Regions from separate parts of the Zea mays genome. Here region 1 is linked to region 2. The links are chromatin contacts, called in public Hi-C maps. All regions are on one chromosome and are shown on one strand. The core of a region is the stretch at or near the end of the contact, and the rest is flanking DNA. Distances in the headings are between cores, read along the strand shown.

Region 1 (6,525 bases), core at 877-3,376, 260 kb before region 2:
CCAACAAATTTTATAGCAAAAATATTACTAATTATGACACATAATCAAATAGATACAACATAAAACATATTTTCATATTTTTTTGTTGTGACATGTTGGGGGCTTTCGGCTTCCGAAGGTCCTCAAAAACAGGATTTAACAGTGTTTCTGGAGTATAATGTGTGAACAGGTATCTTCGGACTCGAGTCGATATCACAGTAGGAGAAGCCCAAAATAATACGAAGGTTGATACAACGCCGAAGATGTGAGCAGTAAAGCTTCGACGTGGTAGCAGAAAAGGAAACCGACTTAGATGAAAAGACTATTCAGACCTCGGTGGATTACTATAGAATTACTACCAAATGTAAAGGGCATTAATGTAATTTTATATGTGCTGTGTCCCATGCCTATAAATAGGTGAACAGTACCCCCGTACTGTTCACGCTGACTTGGCATTTGCTTTTGCGTTGCACTGGTACTTACGTCTCCTTTCAAGTCGAAATTACATTTGTAACTTGATATCATTTTTATTTCTTCATAATAATAATGCAAAAATAAGTTGATAATAATATATAATTGTCTATGTTGTCCTTCATATTTCATATGGTTCATTCTTCATCATCGTATGTTGTGTTTATGAAGGTGCGCCCTACATAACCTTCGTCCGAAAATCATTGTATCCTAAGGGAAATAATGCTTCGAAGGACGAAGTACTCTACCGTTTAACATTTTCTGTGTTGCCTTTTTCTTAACTCATAGCATCTGAGAACAAGTCCCCAACATGACATATGGTATTACTTTATATAAGATTGCCCAAGCTTAATAAATAATGACTTGGGACTTTTCTAGAAGTTGACTTATTAAGGGAATGACGACTTGTACTAGACTTAAAATGTGTTGAGGGCATAATTTATGTAACAAGTAATTATCACATTTAATACTAGGGACGACTTCCCAATAGATGTAATTTGATGCCAGCTTTTTTTTGGGTCAATAGCATTTCTTGTGTGTCAAATTCCCCAGCATTTACAAATGACAACAATCTGGCCCCTCAAAAATCAGACTGATTTACACAAGTGAATTCGAAAAGATTGATATGGCACCCTATCAGAGTAACTATGACAAAAAAAGCCTCATTTGGAAATTAATCCATAGCTTTTCGAAAATTATCATCATGTAGGGCAGCCATAGCCAAACAGGTTATGGACAGAATAGATTTTGCCATTTTGGATTATCAGAGCAACTACAAAAATGAGAAACGATGACAGAAGATCAGATAGAGTAGTCACCACACTATCATAGGGAAGGCTACAACACCAAATGAACCATCGATAGATGGGGTGTCGCTGTGACTATTATCAGGAAGCAAAAATGTAGATGAATGCACTATCAGAGTAACTATGACATGAAGCCTCATCTGGAGATAAATCCATAGACTTCAAATTATGTTCATCATTTAGAGGATTTCAAATACCAAGATCACAAACAGAGATACAATGTTCGCGCATGGTCAGGCTGAAGAAGAAACTGGAACCAAAAAGGATGTTCAAATTGCCGAAAAAAATGGAAACATTTATTTTGGCGCAAAAGCAATCGATGCAAGTTGACAACAGGAGAAAGAGCTAACAAGCAAAAGCGCAGCTAGTGAGAAATATGGTTCGTCCATGGACTGAAAGCTGGGTGATGCCCTAATCATCACTGCCCGCCCTAGTCAGCACTGGGATCATATCCCTAAGACTAAACATACTGGTGACACACATGCATGTTTCACCCTTTAAAACTAAAGAAAAATTTTCTGAACTGCAAATGAACTATTGGGGCTTGGATTGTAGAATCGAGAGAATATCACTTACTCTGAAGCTTCTTGTCCATGTACCTGCGACGCCAAAGGAAACAAACCCAAATCAGCTCAACGGAACCAATCAAACCGGATTCTAATATGAAGGGGGAGACAGATAGAGATGCGGGCGCTTTACTTCTTGAGATCCGGAGGCTGCCCCGAGCGGCTCATGGTGACGGCTACCTAGCCTCGAACGCGAGAGAGGAAAGGATTTGCGAGCTCCGAACGCCTTATACACGAGACGAAACCCTAACACAACAAACAGATAGCGGCCGAGGAGGCGAGTCTGATGGAGCAGTCCAGCTTTAAATGGGACAAGCCGCCGCCGCCGCCTCAAAACCCTAGCTCGATGGAGACATTGAGGGAGGCCACAGCCTGCAGGTAGGTTCGTTCGACTAGTCATGGGCCGCGAACCATCTACTGCAATTTGCAGCCCATGAGAGACGATCGGGCTCTCCAAGTGGGCATGGTGCAGGGTAGCTGGGCTCCCTGGGCTCCAACAAGGAACGAGGCCCATCTATAATGACGGTTAGACAAAGAAGTGGCGCAGCGGCACTAGGCCATCCGTTGAAGCGTTATCCCGCAGCGGGCAACCACGGTCACGTACGCGAAATCTCTCTCTCTCGTGGTCGTGCGCTTCCTTCCCGAGACTCCAATGCCCCTGCCTCCCCTGCTCCCGCGCCTTTACCCCACGCCGCCTCCACTTCGCGCCGGGGACAGGGGTAACGCCGTCCCTCTCTCTCCTGGAAGAAGAAGGCCGGCGCTTCTCGCTGTCGTCCGCGCAAAGAGAAAGGACGAGGCAAGCTTCACCGACCGCATCCTTGACTACATCGAGGGTATGTGTCTCGAGTCTCAACAGGGTTAGAAGCTGACTCGCTGCGGTAGAGCCGATGTCCGTTTCGTGGTACCTGAACATGTCCCTGAAGAGGGAAATGAGTTTCGGGTCTTAGCCCTCTTAGGTACTCGGATCAGTGCATCCCTATGTCAGTAGGCAGTAGCAACAACTAAAGAAAAAAAAAACATCTTTTCTGTGGTTGTTTATCTTATTATCTAAGCGAACTTAGAGCTCTTGTGCTCGTATGAGCACTTTAAATCTGGTGCCTTCATTTTTCGTCTAAGTGTGAATGTGGTTGTTTATCTTATTATCTAGGGAAATTTGGATCCATACCATTAAAAGATCACCACTTTGGATCCATACTATTACTATCTCACTTACATGTGGGTCCACATGAGTCAATGACATGTGGGGTCCATGGTATATATCTAAAGTTTGGATCTTTTAATGGTATAGATCCAATTGTTCCTATTATCTAAGCATTTTCTGTGCTCATGGAGCTCTTGTGCTCGTATGAGCACTTTAAATCTGGTACCTTCATTTCTCATCAAAGTGTGAATAGATATTTCCTAGTTTCTTCTGTGTGCCACTGCTGCCCTTACCCCTGGATGAGAAATGAATGCACCAGATTTAAAGTGCTCATATAAGCACAAGAGCTCCATGAGCATATGATATGTTCCCATTATCTAATTGGATACTGGCTACCCTTGTCATTTGTCAATGTGGCAGAGTGAGCCAGGACTACTAGCTAACCTAGCAGGCCCTGACCCTGAGTTGTTCGTTTCAAATCTTGCTAGGAGGGCCAAAGTTAAGGAGATGGTATGGAGCACCCGATTTGCTTCCCAAGGATGGGGCTGCGGAGGATGAGGAGGACGAGTCTCAAGGTACATAGAGAAAGCACTCTGTAAATTTGAACTCCTTGGCGGCTGTGTCTTCTTATTTGTTGGCAGATCTGGGGTGACAAATAGATATTGAGGAGTCTCGGGACGCTGTGCTAGTCACCAATGGCGACAGTGAGATTGGACAGGTGTCCTTTCATCTCCATGTTTCCTTATTCCTTCTGCCGTGGAAGTGCCATTGTACAGACTTTATTAGAATAGAGTAGTCCCTAAACTTATAACGTTGTATTATCCCGGTATCTAAACTCATAAAGTGCACGTTGAGGTCTCTAAACTTGTTAAGTTGTATCATCCCAGTCTCTAAACTCTTAATATGCACATTATGGTCTCTATAATTATATGTTGTGCCATCTGGGTATATAAACTTATTTTTTGTGTCATCACATGTTCATAAACTCTTAACTTGTTTTTAATCACATTAAAAATAATTTTAGAGAAACAGATACCACAATCATACAAGTATAAAAACTGAAATATGCATGTTAAGAATTGAAGGACCGGTATGATACAATTTCACAAGTTTAGGGATCTGAATGTACACTTTGGGAGTTTAGTGACCATGATGATACAATGCTACAAGTTTAGGGACCGGTAACGTACTTTACTCAATGTGGTAATTTGTGTGTCTTCATTTTGTTTCTCCCCGTAATCTGAACTGCACACTATATTCTAGAAAAGAATAATCCAGTCTAACACAACCAGTTGTTTGAGCATAAAGTCCTCGCTAAGGAAACAACTAAAGGTTCAGTTCACCCAACAACAAAAAAGAATGAACTTTTATTAGTATACCTTAGCTACAAACACTTGTAAGGGCAAACGATTCAAGTTGGTTTCCTTGTATTTTCAGATGGTGATATTAGCACTAATTCTGAAAAGGGCTAGAACAAAAGCACTTGTTAAGGATAAACGAACCACTGAAGAAGCTTTTGGAACTTATGTGGAGGTGACACTTCAATTTTTTACTGTATTCCACTATTCTATATGTTTCTCAGATGTTGCAACATTCTGCGTTACTGCTATCTTTTAGATCTGAAATTACCAATAAAAGAAACAATGCATGTATTTTTTTTACGGTTCCATCTTGTACAGTAATATTTTGTTGATAAGTACAGCGAGTATCACTCAAATAATCTCATTTTGGTTTATTATAGTGCATGGTTGGTGATATCGGAGATAAGTCCTTCACAAAGAGAGCACTAAGGGGCGTTCGTGCTATAATTTGTCCAGCTGATGTATGTTAAAACTTTGAGGTTTCTATTCATATATTAGCTACTCCCAAAGCATGAGGTGTACTTGTGTTCAACATAAAGCATGGGGCGTACTATTTGCCCAAAAAATAATCATTAGGTGTACTGTTTTATTATCTGTACAATTGTTGATTGTTTGACACTTTTTGGAGGCCCTCTAGCTGATGGCCTGATGTTTAGGGCATTACTTAATTTTTATGTATAAAACAATAACTAACAGATTTAGTTGAGTCCCTCCTTTTGACTTTCATGTAAAGAGCTCTTTCTATTAGGAAACTTTAGAATTTCATGGTATGAATCAACTAGATATTACTGCCTCCATTCCAAATGTAGGACAGTAGGACATTTTGTCTTTTCTAGATATATTGATTTATATGCATATAGACATAATGTATATGTAAGTGCATAGCAAAAGCTATGATTCTAGAAAAGTCAAATAGCCTTGTAATTTGAAATGAAGAGAGTATTAATTTAGTATTATCCATATGTGCCACATATTTGGAACTACTTATGGGTACATTATGTTCATCTTAATCTTGAGAAAGATATGTGATGTGTTAGTTAGTTATGTACTTATATGAGAACGTAAATGCCATTCCTCTTTAATTGCATGATTTACCTTTGAACTTGATATGTTTACAGGATGGTTTTTTCTCTGAACCGATCGACCTCAAGGGTGTTCAACACATTGTTCTGCTATCACAGGTTTGCAATGCTCTTGTAATTCCTTATTATCCAGCTAGCTCTAGCATCAGTCATTTACCCCTATGAGATCTTGATGAGGTTGCAGCTGGCTGTCTACAGAAATAGTGGTGGTTTGCAAGCTATTATGAACAGCAAGCTGAAGACGCTAGCAGAGAAGGATGAAGAAGTGGTTCTTGCATCTGGCATCCCATGTACAATAATCAGAACAGGTTCTCTGCAAAGCACTCCTGGTCGCGAGAGAGGTTTTGATTTTACTGAGGTCTCAGCGATGAAACCCAGCTTACCCCCAGTGCATATTAATTATTGTGCAGTTTCTCTTCCCAGCATTCAGTAATTGAACTAATGAATATCATGCAATTAGGACACACATTTAGACACTATTGTATTCATAGATGTCTGATATAATTTGCAGTCCACAAACTGAATATTATACCTGCATTTCTAGACTTAGGAAACTGAATGGAATATTATCATCTTGGAGTACCTATACTATTCATTGTTGTGATGTATCGCCCTATGGTATTGTCCACGAAATGTGTAGGGCATAGCAAGCAAGGGAAGAATAAGCAAAGAGGATGCTGCTACCATATGTGTGGAAGCTCTGAATAGCATTCCCCTAAAGACACACATTTTTGAGGTATGCACTAGCTAGCTCAATGAGGCATCATGTCATGTGATCCTGATCTTTCTGAGTTTTCTGCCAATCCTTTTCAATTTTTAAGGAACCTTTGCCGTTAGAACGACAACAGAATCATCCCTTTGTGCAGGTTGCAAATGGTAAGGAGAAGGTGATAGACTGGAAAGCATGGTTTGAAGAGCAGACCAAAAGAGAAGAAGAAATACAGTAAAAAACAAATTGGAAGTGTTTTTCGCTTGTTGGTCCATGAGAAAGGAAAATAGAAAAGAGCAAAAAAAGGAGAGGATTTATAAAAACTTGATGGCTAGTTTGGAAACTCAAATGCTCTTCGGAATTGAAGGGGATGGGAGAGGAAATTAGTTCATTTCTACCTCAATCCTCTC
Region 2 (6,812 bases), core at 213-2,712:
GCCTCGCCTCCTCGGTAGAGGTGTATGGGAAGTCGCGATCCCTTGGCAGATGGGTAACATGACTTGTGGGTAAAGGGTACCACCTCTGCAGAGTGTAAAACTGGTATACTAGCCGAGCTCACGGTCATGAGCAGCTCAGGACTCTCTGATGATTAATTTATGGAACTAAATTCAATTTGTCATATGCATTGCATCGCAGGTGATGTTGTTACTTTTGTTCTACTACTTAATTGGGTTTGGTATTTACTTATACTTACTAATTGCTAATAAAATTTTGACCAACTTTAAAAGCAATGCTCAGCTCTAACCATCCTCTTTGGTAAGCCTTACACTTCACGTGAACTCCCACCTTTGGTGAGTTCATGCACATTTGTCGGGGACCATAATTAGGGGTACCCTCAAGACGCCTAATTCTCAGCTGGTAACCCCCATCAGCATAAAGCTGCAAAGGCCTGATGGGTACGATTAAGTCAGGGATCAGTCCACACGAGTGACTCGATCACGCTTCACCCCGAGCCTAGCCTCGGCCAAGGGCAGCCGACCTCGAGAGACTTCCGTCTCGCCCGAGGCCCCCCTTTTTACGGCGGACACATCACCGGCTCGCCCGAGGCCTGCACGCCACCATAGATTGACAAGAGGAGTCCGAGGAGATGTATCGTCACGAGCAGGTCAACCGCTCAAATAGCTGTGTGCATATGTTTATAAAGTACATTTTTTCTAACAAATTGTAAAAGATAAGGAGGGTTCGACCAGATCTCAGCTGCGGCGAGCGTCATAGCTCGCCACTACATGCATCTACTTGTAGGTCCGCTTGTGTACGGTAGAGGTGGGTTGGTATGCGTTGTGATGTGAGTGTGTGCATAGTTGTACATAAACAGATACTTGTATGTAAGTGAGAGACAATAAAAAAAGTATATATGTTTTTTGCAGACGCTTTAATAAGTGAGAAGGAGTGGGGGGCAAAAAAGCGGTGAGCGATAGATAGTTGGAGTCGTCGTGTCTGTGATAGAAGATCGCTGTCTGGAAAACGGAATCCCGCTGCGAATAAAAGAAGTGATCGACCATTTGAAGCAACGAACAAAGGATCTTAGGGCGAACAAATTGGTTCATCTCTATAAATTATAACTATAGCAGTTTAAACTGCCAGTTTTTATCTGAACCGAACGGACAGACAGGTGTTCCAAACGCCACCACGGACCACGCCAGGCCGGCCGGCCGGCGCGCCAAGAGAGAGAGAGAGGTGGCCCAGGTGGGCGTGGCACCCTGTTTTAGTTTTCGCCGACGTTTTGTCACTGCCGCTACGCTAGGCGACAAGCAGAGATAAGATAACCCATCCAATCCTATCCTACTACGGTGGGGACCACCGCCAGCTGCTGCCCCCTCCGTACTTTGCTTGCGATTGGAGAATTTACTAGCATTTGGGATGTATAAAAGTGCGAGCCTCTATCTATCTACTAGTACTATAGATTATTATTATTATCATAGGGGTCGGATCCTCCTCTGCTCTTATCCACTCGCCTACTACCTCCTCTTTCTCCGCCCACCTCCACCCCCTTCCCTGCTCTCTCCCACTACTGCCCCCTTTCGCCGTCTCCCTTCTCCCATCCCTTCCGCCGTTTCTGCCTGCTGCGAACCCGGCGGCAACCGACCTCGATCGTCGCCGTTCGTCCGCCGACCACCGCCAAGGTAACAACACCAGCAACCCCTACCACATCTTCCCCACACCACCGCGTTAGTCCTTTCCTGTCGCCTGCGTGCTTCTGGCCTTCTGCCATGTCCCCGGCAAACCTCTCTGTTCGACAACGTAACTAAGCCACGTCTCAAAGACCCGCCATCCGCGCGCCTAGTTTTCCAGAGTCCTTTCTGTCGCCGCACATCCGGCATACCCGGAGTTACGAGGAGTACTAGCGGCAGTTTCCATCGATTTTTATTTATTTTTTTAGGATGATAAGCACACCAGACACTTATCTTTTTTTTTTTCCTTCCTTCTTTTTCTCTCAACACCAAGGGTTCTTACACATAAGAGCATCTCCAACAACGTGACCTATAAAAATGCCTTATAATTTAAAAATAAGTAAATTGTATAGAATTTAGGGCACCAATAAAACACCCCGCTCCAACAGTAAAGCCCCAAATCTACATTATAGGGCAGCTCACTACGGTGTAGTATATTTGAGGCACTTGAGAGGGTGCCCTATAGTTTTTTGACAAAATTTGTTGAATTGAGGCACTGTTGGAGTGATTTTTCCTGTGTAGAGCCCTATATTTCAATTTGAGGCACTAGTTTAAGGCATTGTTGGAGATGCTCTAAGTACAGACAGGCTTCCCAACAACTCTACAAACTTTCCATCTCAAACAAACCTTCTGCAATCATATGTGGATAGACATTTCATGGCCTTTTCCCATTTTTTTAGGCCCTCTTTGGAACCTAGATAGCTGTTTAAATTAGATCTTCCAAACACACTCAGCTAATACCTAGCTAATTGTTAGTCACCTCATAATTAGCAATTAGTTTATTAGCCGGTTCAACCTAAATAATAATTTGTTTGCTAGTTACTCTCTCCGTCCACAAGAATTAGTCCTTTAGATTTGTTCTAAATTAATCACTATTAACTTCGACCAGTTACACCGAATATTTCATAAGATTTTATAATACAAACATAACACAAAAGTAAAGGTACTAGATTTATCATGACTCGAACTATTATAATACATAATTATTATAGTTTAAAATATTTTAATCTTATATATATATATATATATATATATATATATATATATATTGTTGTTCAAATAGTGTGACTTAGAATAAATCTAAAACGACTAAATCATGTAGACGGAGAGATATATATTGTTGTTCAAATAGTTTGATTTAGAATAAATCTAAAACGACTAAATCATGTAGACGGAGAGAGTAACTAACATGACCTATCATGCAGCCGCTTCATTAGAGGCCATAATATAACCGCCCTTTAATCTTTCCTCTCTGTCACAGTGTCACTAACTCTTTCACTAAACTCTTATACGCCGTATGCATCTCTCTTGTTTTGTTCTGCGCAGAGGCAGAGTTGATATGGCCCTCAAGACCCCGCACCTCCCATCCAATTTCGCGAGGCGGCCAAGCAGCCACCACAGCTTCAGCCAGTGGCACTCGCCTCCGCACCACCCAAAGCTTCCTCCAAGGCCCGACCCGCAGACAAGAGTTGCCATTGCCACGAAGCCGCCGCCGCCGCCGCATGTCGTCCGCAAGAGGAGCACGACGTCGACGTTGATGAGGTGCAGGGACGGCCTAGGCCTACACGGCTTCACGGACGACGAGGCTGTTCATCAGACCCCGGAACCGGAAGACCACCAGACCACCGAGCTCCCCGTCGTGACGCACCCGTCGGTCGTCTTCCCCGGCGCCACGCTGCAGCTGCACGCGTTCGAGTTCCGGAGCCGCATCATGGCGCACACCCTGCTGCAGCAGGGCCTCAGCTTCGGGGTCGTCTGCCGCGGGGGGGTAGCGGACGTGGGGTGCGTCGTGCACGTCGTGGAGTGCGAGAGGCTCACCGACGGCCGCTTCTTCCTCACCTGCGTGGGCAGGGACCGGTTCCGGGTCGTCGAGACCGTCAGGACGAAGCCCTACGCGGTCGCACGGGTCCAGGTCTTTCGGGACCGTGACCACAGCCACCACCACCACCACCACGACCTGATGCAGCAGGTGGAGCGGCACCTCGGGAACGTGGCCGCGCTCGCGGACAAGCTGGGCCAGAAGCCGCCGCCGCCGCTGCCGTACCGCCAGGGCGACCGGCGGCTGCACACCGCCGCCTCGCTCTCGTTCCTCGTCGCGCGCCTGTTCGTCGACGACCGCCGGGAGCAGCAGGCGCTGCTGCGGATGGACGACGCCGCGCAGCGGCTGGCGCGGGAGGGGGAGTACCTGGAGCGCAGGAGCAAGTACCTGGCGGCCTTGGCGGCGATCAAGGACGCGTTCCAGCACTCGTCCTGCAACGAGAAGTAGATCGCGGACCTGTACATTTTCAAGGGTAGAAGAACTGTACAAGTTCCCTGGTGAGGTCTGACCGTCTGTTAATACCTAAGGGTTTGATTAGTGAGTTGGTCTGTTTTTGTATGTTGGTTTAGTCCTTGGTGTTTCCTGGAAAAGATTGGGACGATGATCTAAAGCTCTAAAAAAATAATAAGAAGGGCAATAAGCAACCAGACTATATGCTTGCTGTTGGTATTGCTTCAGCTACGACCAGCTCCTGCTGCTGCCTGTACATTCTTGCATGGCCTTTCTGTGCTGCCACTTCTGCTGCTATTTCTAATAAACTGATGTACTCATTCGTGTGTATATATGCTATTTCTAGATGTATGTTTCAGAGTTTACATTGGGCTGATACAGCACTGCTGGAGGCACTCCCAACAACCTCAGCATTATCAGTATACGCAGACTCCAAAGTTTAACATAAAAGCGCATAACATTTTTATAGCAATCAACGCTTCCTTTCAAAAAAAATTTTTATAGCAATCAACTCAAAGGCTTAGATTACCACACCCTATGCCTGGAACTGGAAGAAACACGAGATTTTACATTTTATTTACATGGCAAGCACTGCTGATTCTGCAAGGGCTTCAGATGCAACTAGAAAACCTGGGCGCGGCGCGGCGTGGCTTGCGCCAACAACCAGTAGTGGTGTGGGTCTACGAGATTCACAATTTGCCGGAGGAACGTTGTAAAAGGTGTCGTCATATCATATAATGACTCAGCTGCTCTGATCAATTGAAAAAGGAAATTATGGCCATGTTTTTTTCTTCTTCTTCTCTCTCTCTCTTCCAAATGGAACGAAATTAGCGCCAAGCAAAAGCCATTGAATGAAAGTATGAAACGAGAGCATCTTTCTGCAGGCACGAACGAACTTAAGCCTGCTGTCCATTGCTTTACAATAAACGAATACATCAGCTGGTGCAGTCCGAAAACAGATGAACACAGACCAATGCAAGAATAATGAAATGATCCTGACATTTCCTCAAGAACGTAGTACGTAGCAGCAAGGAAGCTTTGGTCTTGCCCTTTCTGATTAGGCAACTACGCAGCAAGTGAAAAAATCAGTACAACCATGCACTATATACTGTATGAAACCAAAGCCTGAATAGAGCAGAAGCACCCTGCTCTTACACTGCTTCGGAAATGGGGGTTAAGGCATAGTATATGCTCACTGTGACTATTTGTTGTTTCCGCCCCAGACAGAAATTGAGGAAGGCTTCAGTGGAAGAGAGCTTCCTTCATTCAGAGATCATTGGAAGCAGAGAAGACAGTGAGTGTTAACAGTGCCATAAATCAGGAAGTACGTTCAGTTTCGTTCCACACATTTCACAGATGAAGGCTAGACGATGCACTTAGGGCCCGTTCGCTTCTTTCGGAACGACGGGCCGAAATAATTCCCTGTCGAAACTATTCACTAATTTATATAGTTTTTGATAAGCCGGAACAGTTTCAGATGTATTCCAAACTAACCGAACGGACCCTTAGGGCTTGTTCGTTTGTGCCGGATTGGTGGGCCGAAACGATTCCTAACCGGATCGTTTCTCTAATTTATATAAACTTTGATTAGCTGGAACGATTCCGGGTGCAATCCTACGTAAACGAACAAAGCCTTAATGATCTTGATCAATCCATTTGTCCGGATTCCCCTCTCAAGCAACTGTTGCCTAGCTTGAATTGGATCTGTCACGTGGGTTTGAGATTTAAGCTGTCATGCAGCTCGTTAACCAAATAAATGTCAATACGAGAAGAATTAAGAAGGAGCGGACTATGAAATGGTCATGTAGCTGCGTTTTAAGTCTGGCCAGATTCATCAACAATATATTTTAAAAGGTATATACACTTGGCAGTATATTAGCCACAAAATCAAAGTCAGCTATCCTCATTCGGCTTTTATACAGAATCCGGTCCCCTAAAAAGCTATCCTCGATGTGAAATCGCGTCAACATCACATTTGAACCATAGATTTGACAACACTATATCAACTTCACATTCGAAGCATAGATTCACATTTGAACCATAGATCAGCTAACGCACCGTTTATATCTTTGGAATTGAATTCCATTCTAATAATAGTAATTTAGGTAAAGATCCATTAAGCTAATACAATATGTGGGAAATATATTTGTATACTATTACTAGTAATATTATGTGGGAGATATTAATGTGTTACATTTTTTCTATAGTGAGCCGAAAAACATTTTATAAGTTGCAGAGTATAAACATATTTCACTCATATACAAAATCATTTTCTATCACCCACCCCTCATGAATTAGAGATAAATATCTAAACTTTGAAAAGCGGTGTAATATCAAATTCCAAGCAAAATAGATTACTTCATTAAGTAAATTTTAATTCCTCCAAAATAAATAGATCCAAACGGCCTATAAGCATCATGAGCAGTTTTGGGAGAAAATCTCAAAAACCCTATCAAATGTTGTACATAAATCATGACATTTGAACCATAGATTCACAACACCATAGGAAAGATGTTCACCCAAAAATCAACTTAAAACTTAAAGGCCTTCATAGCATATCATCCAAATTCATAGCGACCGTCTGATATTAACAAACCGCGCCTTGAAAAAATTGATCCAATGATTGAAACTGACTCAAATCAAATTCTATTGATCTCAAACTTTACAAAGGAGTTCCTTGGGGCGTCGGTAGGATATCCTCAGAGCACCAACACATAGAACAACCTACAAATGCACAAATATAAAAATCCATCAAAACAAAATTTGATTCACAATAATGGACTTGAATTGATACAGAAGTTTTTGTTAA

The links. Hi-C and Micro-C count contacts between places; a contact is called where the count stands out from the background.
Region 1: a Hi-C map of leaf shows a contact between it and region 2, with 5 times the contacts expected there. The contact joins the promoter of LOC100282336 here to the promoter of LOC100217250 in region 2. A contact is called at or near these places in 2 of 25 Hi-C or Micro-C datasets (ear and leaf).

Annotation. Positions count from the first base shown.
Region 1 is chr1:71,862,226-71,868,750 of Zm-B73-REFERENCE-NAM-5.0, reverse strand. LOC100282336 (small nuclear ribonucleoprotein G) reads right to left here and starts at 2,126. Exons shown (of 4, transcript NM_001155248.1): 1 at 1,956-2,126; 2 at 1,833-1,855. The coding sequence starts at 1,990. It overlaps LOC103636217, which reads left to right and starts at 2,386. Exons shown (of 9, transcript NM_001347002.1): 1 at 2,386-2,655; 2 at 3,452-3,538; 3 at 3,623-3,681; 4 at 4,401-4,496; 5 at 4,705-4,785; 6 at 5,443-5,505; 7 at 5,591-5,747; 8 at 6,047-6,142; 9 at 6,273-6,525. The coding sequence starts at 2,475. The coding sequence ends at 6,114.
Region 2 is chr1:71,605,898-71,612,709 of Zm-B73-REFERENCE-NAM-5.0, reverse strand. It overlaps LOC100217250 (ATP-dependent protease La (LON) domain protein), which reads left to right and starts at 1,462. Exons shown (of 2, transcript NM_001143605.2): 1 at 1,462-1,686; 2 at 3,061-4,331. The coding sequence starts at 3,074. The coding sequence ends at 4,000.